3 separate regions of the Pan troglodytes genome follow, and regions 1 and 2 are each linked to region 3. A link is a contact called in public Hi-C data. All regions are on one chromosome and are shown on one strand. The core of a region is the stretch at or near the end of the contact, and the rest is flanking DNA. Distances in the headings are between cores, read along the strand shown.

Region 1 (3,633 bases), core at 923-3,422, 520 kb after region 3:
AAAGGATGTGATAACAGTATTCAGATAATGAGGAAGAGAAATGAGACATTAGGCTCCAAGGCAGAGGACTAAGATCACTGGAGTCAGGCTTCATTTTCAACACTGAGACACAGTAGCCAAAATTGTCCAATGATGGATGGGCTGCTTCATGACGAAGTATGTCTCACTTTGAAAAAGTTTGAATATTTGGTGCAATGTTTCCAAAGAGATTCAAACGTTGGATATGTTCTTAAACAAGACGGCAATCATAACCATTTATGGTTGATACTAATGCTAAAACAATAGGAATAACATTAATTGGGCACTTACTATTGATATGTGGTGCTCAGTGTTTTCTGTACATTATCTTATTTAAACCTTTACCGTAACACTGTGGGGTAGTTACATTACTACCATCTTAGGGGTGAAGAAACAGGCTCAGGGAGGTGGAGTGAAGCCGCCTTGGTGAGTGCAAGTAAAAATCTAACAGGTCGAGAGACCTGATAATTGCATTATGGACATTGGAGGGGTAGAGTAGAATGGCATGGTTTTTTTTCCATTATGGCTGCAAACAACAAGGGCAGGTGCTTTCTGCACTTTGTATAGGAATGGTACAGCTGCAAGGCAGACAAGAGGGCCCCCAAAGGAATCTAACAGAGCTGTCAACTAGGTGGAATTTTTCTACCAGAAAAGATATTGTATAAATATTCATGCAATATAATTTTTGTCCAGCTTAATAGTTCTTTGGGATAATTTACTAGGAAAATTTCATGAAAACTACCTGTCAGTTTGACTTTGGAATTACTGTACCCATGATTTTGTTTCTGATGCCTATAGGATTAGAGAGGAATGACTCAGTCCCTCATGATTCCCTGGATCAACAGCCAGTATTACTTTTTACTATTTGACAATTTCAACAGAAAGATTGAGTTGTTTTATCTTATCCAGCTTTTAAATGGTTGTCAGTGGGAAATGTAGTCCAAATACCTAGCCTAATGCTATTGGAAACTGGAAGCACTATCAGTGAAGTGAAGTTCCCCGTTCAGTTATAGGCGCATTCTATGCTAGACTGTGAGTGATATTTTTATGGTTAGTACGCCCCCGGGTTGGAGGCTCCCTGGTCTTTGTCAACTGAAACCTCTGAATTGAACAAGGAAGGAGAAAGAGGAGTTCCAGAGGCAGATCAGATGCTGATGACCAAGAGTACGGAACTCGGCCACTCATAGGGCCTGCCAAGGTCCTAGCACATAGTGTGCAGAGGGCAGGGTCTGAAAATGAAATGTTTGTGAATGGTGTGCAACAAACAGTAACCACTTCCTAAAGAAACGTCAGGCACAGTGACAGATTGGACAAAAGCGAGAAGGGACTGGCTAAGGACTGGACACCTGGGTTCCGAGGCCAGAGTGGGGGAAAGGAAATGCAATGAGAAGGGGGATGGGGAGAAGGCAGTGAGAACCCCACCACCCCAGCTCTGGGCTTGTGAGCAGGTGGTGAGACCTCAGGGCTGGGGTTTGGTCACCTGTCACCCCTCACCTCTGCTAGACGCTTCAATCTGCCCAGGCCCTTTGGGGGCAAAGGTCTTCCAATGAGATGGCATCATGAATTCAGGCCTGTCCCGAGGAGCTTGCACGGAGAAATGAATAGTAAGATTACACAAGCCCCCTCCCTCCCTGCCTCTGGTGACCCAGATGGAGGGGGAGGCCCACCGTGCTGCCCCAGGCTTTTTCCAGCACGAAGGAGTTCTTCCTTGGGGTGGAACCCCTTGGTGAATTAGGAAGAGATGTGCGGGGAAGAAGAGAATGGTGCAGTGGGAGGAGGGGCAGAGGCCAATCCTGAACGCCCCAGGGGCCCTTTGCAATGCAGAGCGGTCCTGGCAGGGGACGCCCGAGTGGCGCTCGAGTTGGTCCCAGGGAGGGATGCCACGTTCTTACTTCTCTAGCAAGGCGTGGGTACGAGCTGGGGTTGTGACACGTGTGTTCAGAGCCAAGCGGCTGGTCCCTGAATTGGGTCACCTCAGACGGGCAACGGTTGATCTATCCCGATTGCTGAGATCAGATTTCGTCCTTCCTTGTAAAACCCAGCCGTGCCCCCCCCCGGCTTCTGCCAGCACCAAGGCACTCCTTTGTCCTAGCGTTCCAGGAGGCTGAAGAGCTAAGTAACCCAAAGGGCATGGCGCCCAAGCCGCCTCAGCGCGCTGTCTGCGAATGGGCTCTAGGCGCTGGGTCGGGCTGCTGGGCCCCAGGGGCTCTAAGGGGACAGGATGTGTTGGGACCTTCACTTATCTTCCTAGCACGTGCGGGGGCTGCAGCCCAACTTCCCCAAGAGCGGTGTCTCCCTGGCACAGCTTTGGAGTTGGAGGGATTGCCCCCTCCCCTGCCTGTCTTTCTAACTTGTTTTTCTGCTGACGCTGGAGCCACAGTACTTTTGCTTTTTGAAACACCCTGTAATTGGAAGAAGAAAAAAAACGACCAGAGTCTGCTCAGTGTTATGAGACAGGCACGTGCTGCCCTCTAATGGCTCCTGCCTTGTGGGTTTCCAGGCTCCCCGGGGAAGGGGCGCCCCAGGCCTGCCTTCCTGGAGGGTCTGCGGAGGGTTTCCTTCCTCCGGGTAAGAGGGCCCCTTTCCCTGCAGCCTGCTCAAGCGTCGGGGAAAGATGTCCGAAGACAGGCAGCTTTGTGTGGCTGGCTGTGAGAGGAAAAGGGTCCTACATTCACTCCAGACCAGGAGCGTTTCTTGGAGCCATGTACCCTACCAGCTTAGGAAGGAGTTGCTCATCCTCCCTCGCAGTCCCTCTGTGTCTACAAAGGAAAGCACAGCGCATGGCAGAGGCCTGTCAGCAGGCTCGTGCACGCAAACAGGCTTCCTTTTCCTGTCCTGCTGGCCAGAGGGGATGCGGGGGATGGGGTGAAATGCTGCTGATACCCCCCTCAGACTTTCCACTGGCAGCCTCCAGAACCTACTCAAAAGCCGAACACAAACCTCTTGAAAAAAACATCTGAGTTAATGTTTGCAGAAGCTGAAGAAATTGGTTGGACATAGTCCAGTTCTGTTTAGAGGGGAAACTAGGATTTAATCAAGGAACAAAGTTCATAGGTGTGGGAGGAAAACCTGGGAAACGTTCTGTTTTGGTAGCTGGAAAGCTTGTCTCCAGAAGTGAAGGAAAGAAGCTGAAAGAGGAACTTGTATTTTCCTCCAGCGAGCTCAGATCCTGGCAAAGGGAGAGCGTGATGCTGGTGTGAGCTCTGTGGCTCGGTGGGAAACAGTGCAAAAGTTAGTGTTCCCAAGTTTAGAACGTTTTATGTAGTAAGGGTTCTTGGAAAAGTGCAAAGCAGAGTGGTCCTTCTTGAGCTTTTCCTAAGTTGGGAGTTACTGGTCACAGAGCTTAATGAGGCAGTTCCTGTGGGAGCGGCTGCTTGGGGTGGCAGACCACCGCTAAATTCTGCCCCCGGAAGGGTGATGGAGGCAGAAAGTGGAGAAGGTTGGGTTGAAATCTGACTGAGCCTCATTTTCAGAGGAGGGTTAGACAAGAAGTCCCTTTCCTGGCTGGCCACTTCTTGTAGAAATGGAGAAGAAGCTTTTTTATTTATTTTTTACCTTATTTAGATCTTCAGTTACAAAAGGCTGTCATTAGGAAATGAGTCTTTCCCCATCCCT
Region 2 (3,880 bases), core at 846-3,345, 550 kb after region 3:
AAACGCACTTAGTCTAACCAAGCCCTAGGATTGGCCTCTCCAGCATGAGAAGCATTTCCAGCACTCCAGCTCCCACTCTGGGATCCCACCTCAGACCCTCCCACTTCCTTGCACTCTGGCCTCTCGCTCTTGACCCTGCTCCCGCCACGCTCTTTCCTCAGAGTCCATCAGTCCTGTCTTGTCTTCACCTTGGTCTCCGCCAAGTGTGGGTCCAAGTCATATATTTGGGCTGTGATCACAGGAACCCCAAGCCCCAGACCTCCCAAAGCACCCTATGGAGAGACCTTACCCTCCTGGACAGACCCTCTCCCCCAAGCTAGACCTCACCCTCTAGGTAGACCCATCTCCCCAACCAGAACTCACCCTCCTGAGTAGACCCCATCCCCCCAGCTAGACTTCATCCTCCTGGACAGATCCTCCCCGCCCAGCTAGACCTCACCCTCTTGGGTAGATGTATCTCCCCAACCAGAACTCTCCTGGGTAGACCCCTTCTACCCAGCTAGACCCCTTCTACCTAGCTAGACCTGATCCTCTGGACAGACCCCATCATCCCAGCTAGACTTCTCCCTCCTGGACTGTCCCCATCCCCCCTCCAGCCAGACCTCACCCCTCTGGGTAGACCCCATCCCCCCAACTAGACCTCACCCTCCTGGATGGACTCCACCCTCCTGGAGATACCTTCCCGTCCTGGGTACATCCCATGTGGCTACACACTCCTTCCCCTGTCAGCTTTCTCCCCCAGGGTTCTGGGCAGCAGAGTCTGTGATAAAGGATACTAAGTGATTCCCCAATACTTCCCGTTTCCAGCCTCCAGTGGGCTCTCCCTGGGGCTAACGGTTCTTTTCGCTATTTCTCCAGGCTTTGCCTGATGACAAGTATATTCTGAGAGTGTCCTAATGATACAGATTTTGGACCCCATCCCAGTTCTACTGAATCCAAGTCTCTCGGGGAGGAGTTGGGGCTCTGCATCTGGACACTTCCTGCAGGGTCCCTCCTGGGAGGCAAGCCCGGGGAGCACCACTGAGGCTCACCTCAGTTTCTATCCTAGACCTTCAGCAGCTAGCAGAGGATGTCCCCACCATCCCTCAGCCCAGACTCCCACTGTCGCCCCAGCCAGGCTTGGCACTGCCTCCTTTCTCAGAAGATTAAGACCATCTGCTCTGTGTTTCCCAAGTTTCCCACCCTCCACCCTAAAAATTTCTCCCTGTTTCCCAGTCTTTCCTCGTCTCTTAGAAAATAAACATCTTCCCAGGCTGCCTCCCCAGTGGGTCTGGACTCCTTGCTGTCTTCCCAGCACCTGCCCTTCCAGCCCGCCCTCTGTGTGTCCAGTGTTTCCCTCACCAAAGGACTCGCTTTGTTTTTCAAATTGGAGGTTTTGTCTTCTCCCTAAAAACCAAAACATCTCCCTGAGAAGTAACTCCCTCAAGCTACTGATATGGAAGTGGGGTGGGGAAGTGCTGGGAAGGGAAGGGTGTGGTCCCTGGCTAGGGCTCCACCCCCAGGCCCATGCCCACAGACCTAGGTGAGGACAGGCATTTCTGTTTTCGTGCTTAAATGTTGGATTTCCCAAGACTACCCTGGCCTACCACACCCTCATTCTGTGCCTGTAAAAAACCTGAGAGCTTAGCAGGCACGCACACAAGCCTCTGGACGTCAAGAGGAACACACCGGTGTAAGAGCAGACTGATAGTGGCCCACGGCAGGCTGGCAGGCCATCGACAGGCAGAACCACTCAGTGCAGCTGGAGGACAGCCTGGCCACGGAGCGGTCCGACTTCAGAGGGGAAAACCACCTCCCCACTCCGTCTCCCTTCTGGCTCCCCCATCTGAGAGCTACTTCCACTCAATAAAACCTTGCACTCATTCTCCAAGCCCATGTGTGATCTGATTCTTTTGGTGCACGGAGGCAAGAAACCTCAGGATACAGAAAGCCTCTGTCCTTGGAATAAGGCAGGAGGTCTAACAGCTGACTAGGGATGGCTCAACTGAAACAGCACCCTGTAACACAGGCCCATTGGGACCTCAGGAGCTGTAAACATTCACCCTTAGACGTTGCTGTGGGGTTGGAGCCCCACCACCTGCCCATCTGCATGCTCCCCCTACAGGTTTGAACAGCAGGGCACAGAAGAAGCCAGCCACACCTCCATCGCAAGCCCTGCCATGGGGATAAGGGAACTTTTCCCGTTTTGCCACCAGCTCAAGCCCCGCCTTCCTGTCACTCCACACTCTTCATCTCTGTGTATGGGTCTGGTCTTCCTCAGTTCCTTCTCTGGCCTCACACAGTGCCCTGAATAATGCTTTGCAAGGCCTTTGCCAGGAGCCTAGGTGAAAGGCAGAAGAGGTGCCCCTGCAGCATCGCAAGGTAGAGATCGTGGTTACAAGATGGGGACTAGACTCCCAGTTTGCCCTTGGACTGGGCAGCCCCTTGGATTTTGTTTTCCCTGACGTTGCTGTTCTGATCCAAGGCCTTGTGGCCTCACTACAGACACCCAAGGCCAGGCCTATCTTTGCATGAATAACTAAAGAAAGCCTAGAGGATGAGTAAAATGACCACACTGTATGGCTTTGGAGGACTGGAAGTTACTGAGGACTATGAGTGGGTTTTTTGCATAGACTGCAGTAAAGGTCCTCAGAAAAGACCCTCAAGAGCTATGGGGGGGGTCTGGTCAAATGCCACTTCTAGACTGGACCCCAAAACTGGTGCTGATTATTTTTACTCCTACCCCACCCACCAGCCTGATAGGCGATTCCTGAAGTAGCAGTGGGGCGCTCAGTGGTGCTCATCAGGCCCAGAGCTCAGTCCTTCCCCCATTCTGCCTGATGGGGCTTGTGTAACCAAGGATGACAGATGGGACAATCCCTGTTGGTAAAGACAGTTGATTCTGACCAGGACCAGAGATAAAACCCAGCACCTTTATCTTTCCCCTTTGTACCTTCTTCAGAAAGACCTTCTGCAGCAGTTCTGGAACTGTGATCTGTGAGGTGTGGTTGCAAGAATTCTTTATTTTTTTATTTTTTATTTTTCAGACAAAGTCTCACTCTGTCGCCCAGGCTGGAGTGCAATGGTGCGATCTTGGCCCACTGCAACCTCCGCCTCCCGGGTTCAAGTGATTCTCCTGCCTCAGCCTCCTGAGTAGCTGGGATTACAAGCACGTGCCTCCACGTCCAGCTAATTTTTGTATTTTTAGCAGAGACGGGGTTTCATTATGTTGGTCAGGCTAGTCTCAAACTCTTGACCTCATGATACACCTGCCTTGGCCTCCTGAAGTGCTGGGATTACATGCGTAAGCCACCACGCCTGGCCTGGCAAGAATTCTTTTATAAAGAATTCTAGGTTTATTAAACCCAGATTCTTCAACTAGAACAGGCACACAGGAAAAAGGTTCACTAAAAACCCTGTTCTCTTGCCTCATTTTGGTGATTTCCAGCTAGGCTGTTGGGATAGGCAGACGTAAGTGTCACTTCCATCTTTTCATAGGTATCTCACAGAATCTCTGACCAATGGAGAGCTAATCAAAGACAAGTTTAATAGGAGAAGAAAATACTTGGATTGGGAGGATGGCTGAAAAGTCCCATTGAACAAGGCCCTCAAATGGAGTTCCTGTGGAGTGGTCACCTTTTTGATGACTTCAACTGGGAACATCCGTATGGAACCATCGCTGGGTGTTCATTCCATCACCCCTTCCTATGTCCCTGCTCAGGACACCCTGCGTCTGTCTATATGCATTGCTACCAGTTTAGACAGTGAGTTACATTTAGTGCATTTGTGCATTGTTCTTTATTGTATCCATGGTATCTAGCACAATTCTTGTTCTTATTAGAGCTTCGTAAATGTCATTGATTAATCCAGGGCAGATTATCTCTCTCTATTTTCGTGAATC
Region 3 (3,552 bases), core at 648-3,147:
CTAATTTTTGTATTTTTAGTAGAGACGGGGTTTCATCATGTTCGCCAGGCTGGTCTCGAACTCCTGACCTCAGGCGATCTACCCACCTCAGCCTCCCAAAGTGCTGGGATTACAGGCGTGAGCCACCATGCCCGGCCACTGTCTGATTTATTACTGCAGGGATTCAGAAGTTCCTCTGATAATTGGGTGGATGAAAGTCATTGTTTTATGGCACAAGTACGAGATGCCCCTCCCTCAATAGGCCAGATGTGATTGCAGTCCTTGAGCCAGCAGATTCACGCACCTAACCTGGATTCTCACTTGACGTGATCAGGTGTAACTACAATGTCAGCCTGCATCCATCACACCTCCTCAATGTCACATGCTTGATTATTTGCCATCAAGGCGGTCAGGAGGGCTGGGGTAAGGAGCTGGTTCTGCCCCGTCCCGAGGTCTGAGGAGACAGTACCTACTGTTGTTCACACCTGCTTGGGGCTTTAGGCTTTACCCGCAGCCATCTGCATAACACGGCTACTTACATCATTTCATTTCATTAGTTTTACACTGACTGCACTTTTTGGCAGCCACTGTTTGGGTACCTCAAGAGGTTTCAGAAGGAAATATTATGGTGTGAATATAAAATTTTAAAGAAGAAATGATTTTGCAAAATTATCCAAAAGCTTAAAGAATATGAGTCCTGGGATATGCACACCAATGTCTGGGCCACATTCCAAGGAAAAACTAGATGTTCGTTTTTCTTGAATCATTTCAACAGAGAGCATCTATAGAATGGATATTGGTATAAACTCTACAATAAAAATACAAAACGCTCAATTTGTTTGCTGGCTTTGTGGGTCATTTCCCTCCCTAGAGTCAGGGTCTCCCTATGTTGCCCAGGCTGGTCTCGAACTCCTGGGCTCAAGGGGTCCTCCTGCCTTGGCCTCCCCAAGTGCTGAGGTTATAGGCATAAGTAACTGTGGCTGGCCTTTGTAAGTAATTTTTTTTTTTTTTTTTTGAGATGGAGTCTTGCTCTGTCACCCGGGCTGGAGTGCAGTGGTGCAGTCTCAGCTCACCGTAACCTCTGCCTCCTGGGTTCAGGCGATTCTCCTGTCTCAGCCTCCCAAGTAGCTGGGATTACAGATGTGAGCCACCATGCCCAGCTAATTTTTGTATTTTTAGTGGAGACAGGGTTTCACCATGTTGGCCAGGCTGGTCTCAGAACTCCTGACCTCAGGTGATCCACCCTCCTCGGCCTCTAAAAGGGCTAGGACTACAGGCGTGCGCCACCACGCCTGACTGGTAATTTGTAAAAGAAGGTTTAATCTCTGGTTACTTCCCCTTTGTCCCCAGTATATCCTAGACTACACTTCTATTATTTTTTTTCAGCAAAGAACATGCATTATTTTAACTGCACAGAACATATTTAACATGATAGAGCTTTAAAGAAAGTAAAATAAATTTTGAAACAAAACCCAAAGAAATATAAGATCAAATTGTTCCTGCTCTCGGGCCCTTCCTTTGCACGGATAATGGAGAGAGATCACCCGGAGTACAATGAAAGGCCAACTCCCTCTTTGGACACAGGGGGCTTGGTTGTATTCTACCAAACTCCCACTAGGGGGAGTGTTTTAGCAGTGTAGGCTGTGCCCTTCACATTCTAAACAACTGATTTTCATTAGTGATTCTCATGAACAAAAAACTTCACCTCTTCACCTATCATGAATAGTCAACTTATAAGGCCAGGTGCTGTATAAATCCCCGCCCTCAACACCCAGACTCCCAAATGCAGGTAGCTGAGCTGATGACTTTTTATAAGCAATGCTACCTTAAAAATATGCAGTTCTTCCCTCTCCCCATCAGTCCCTCGGTTTGTGTTGTTCAACAACTAAGAAAACTGTTAGAGGAAGCAGAAGGAATCCTGGTAGATAATAAACCCGCAGCTCCTCCTACAGGACTGTGGAGACAGCCCTAGTCAGCTCAACAATTAAAGATCTATTGCTTCCTAAAAATTAAATGAGCCTCAACCAATGTGAGAGACTACCAACCTAAGTAATTATCTGACCTGGCAGGGGTGCCTTTGCAGGGGAAGCCGCTGTGTCTGCACTCCACCCAAAGCATTTGAGGATGGAGAGGGTTTCCTGAGGTGCAGTCCATGCTGACATGTGGGACTTCTGGCCTGGTAAAGGCGGCCACCATTAAGGGAGAGTTTAAACACTTTCATGTTTATACGAATTAAAAACAGCCCTATGTAGGTGCCTACAAACACAAAGACGGGGCATCATCGGAGGAAGGACCAAGGGCATATCTCTCAAGGGCAGAGGGGGCCAGGCTGCCTCTCTGTCCAGGACAGTGAATGAAGAATTTCAGTTGAAATTTGAATATTCAAAATGGACCTTTAAGGGAGAACTGCCCCCACTGTGGCATTTTTAGCATTCTTTTGGGGGACTTTATGAGACTGAAAAATGTCAGACCTACATTATAAAACGTGTAGGAATTTTAAGAAAATGCCACCTAGGCATACAAGCCTAGAAAACCCCTCAAGGACCTCCGTGGTCATTTCCTTCCCCCCCCCCCCCTTTTTAAGTGGTCTTCCTTCAAAGCCTCACTTTTTAAACTTCACTGGGGGGGGGGGGGGGGAACCCAGAATGAAGGCTTCACCCCATGTCCATCATGCTCATCTGCATTTTAAAATCCTCCTTGAAATCACTAAACTCTGCCTCCCTAACCTTTTCTCTCCCACTTAAATCTCAGTCCCTTTTCTCACCATGGACTGTGACCACAACTAAACCAAACATGTATTTTCTCTTTGCTGGTTTCACATTACAACTTTCAGTGACTTTTCTTTATTTCTAGAGGCTTTGTCCCTTCAAGGAACCCTATATAACTTCCGGGGTGGGGTGGAGGTGGGAAAGGGCTTTGTTGGGATTTGGACAACAAAACTTATGACTGCAAACTTATAAATACACTTGGTGCTGAACCGAAGCTAAGACCATAAATTCCGACTCAGCTTTGTGTCTGCAGATGTCAGCAGGAGCCCCAGTCTTTGTTCCTCCCTTATGATAAAGAAGCTGAATGCAAAATGCACATCCAGCACGGAGTTACTAAGACTTATTTGTAAACATGGAAACCCAAGGGCTCCCCCTCAGCTCCCTCAGTTACCGGCTGCTTTCGCTACTGTGGAACCACCATGGGAAGATCACAGGGCAGCTTTCTAAACCAGGATGAAAGAAAATGTTCCAGACTAACAGGTAATGTGGCGGCTGATGGTTAAACATTAACAGGATGGTCTGCAGCAAACACGTGCCTGCCAGCACTGGTGTGCGCTTCCAGTGGGCTGAACTCCAGGTCATCTTTGGCTCACAGGGGTCCAAGTTAGGCTAAGATTCCGTGGGCACCCACATCTTTCTTCACTCAAAGATACTGGTGAGTTATGTGGAAGTGGAAGCTGGGGAAGCAGTGAGCAAACCAGCTTACCCTTTCATACCCTCAGAGGATCTGATCTAGACTGGCGGTTGGGCAGTCAAGAGCACTCACAGTTGGTTTCACTAGGGCTCAGTGGGAGGCGTAGAGATG

Evidence for each region. Hi-C and Micro-C count contacts between places; a contact is called where the count stands out from the background.
Region 1: a Hi-C map of stem cell-derived neural progenitor cells shows a contact between it and region 3, with 4 times the contacts expected there. The contact joins two enhancer-like sites. A contact is called at or near these places in 2 of 7 Hi-C or Micro-C datasets (induced pluripotent stem cells and stem cell-derived neural progenitor cells) and 1 of 1 other capture datasets (stem cell-derived neural stem cells).
Region 2: a Hi-C map of induced pluripotent stem cells shows a contact between it and region 3, with 2.3 times the contacts expected there. The contact joins two enhancer-like sites. A contact is called at or near these places in 2 of 7 Hi-C or Micro-C datasets (both in induced pluripotent stem cells).

What each region holds. Positions count from the first base shown.
Region 1 is chr5:12,681,935-12,685,567 of NHGRI_mPanTro3-v2.0_pri, reverse strand. No RefSeq gene overlaps it. Among named protein-coding and RNA genes, the nearest start is that of LY86, 140 kb to the right of the region's middle. Within about 2 kb of position 2,172, at least 11 of the 24 cell types and tissues checked have an H3K27ac peak or open chromatin away from gene starts, as enhancers often do. A contact at or near this core is called in induced pluripotent stem cells and stem cell-derived neural progenitor cells, where this site is marked.
Region 2 is chr5:12,651,841-12,655,720 of NHGRI_mPanTro3-v2.0_pri, reverse strand. No RefSeq gene overlaps it. Among named protein-coding and RNA genes, the nearest start is that of LY86, 110 kb to the right of the region's middle. Within about 2 kb of position 2,095, at least 1 of the 24 cell types and tissues checked has an H3K27ac peak or open chromatin away from gene starts, as enhancers often do. A contact at or near this core is called in induced pluripotent stem cells, where this site is marked.
Region 3 is chr5:13,199,481-13,203,032 of NHGRI_mPanTro3-v2.0_pri, reverse strand. All of the region lies in intron 11 of RREB1 (ras responsive element binding protein 1), which reads right to left. Among named protein-coding and RNA genes, the nearest start is that of SSR1, 70 kb to the left of the region's middle. Within about 2 kb of position 1,897, at least 5 of the 24 cell types and tissues checked have an H3K27ac peak or open chromatin away from gene starts, as enhancers often do. A contact at or near this core is called in induced pluripotent stem cells and stem cell-derived neural progenitor cells, where this site is marked.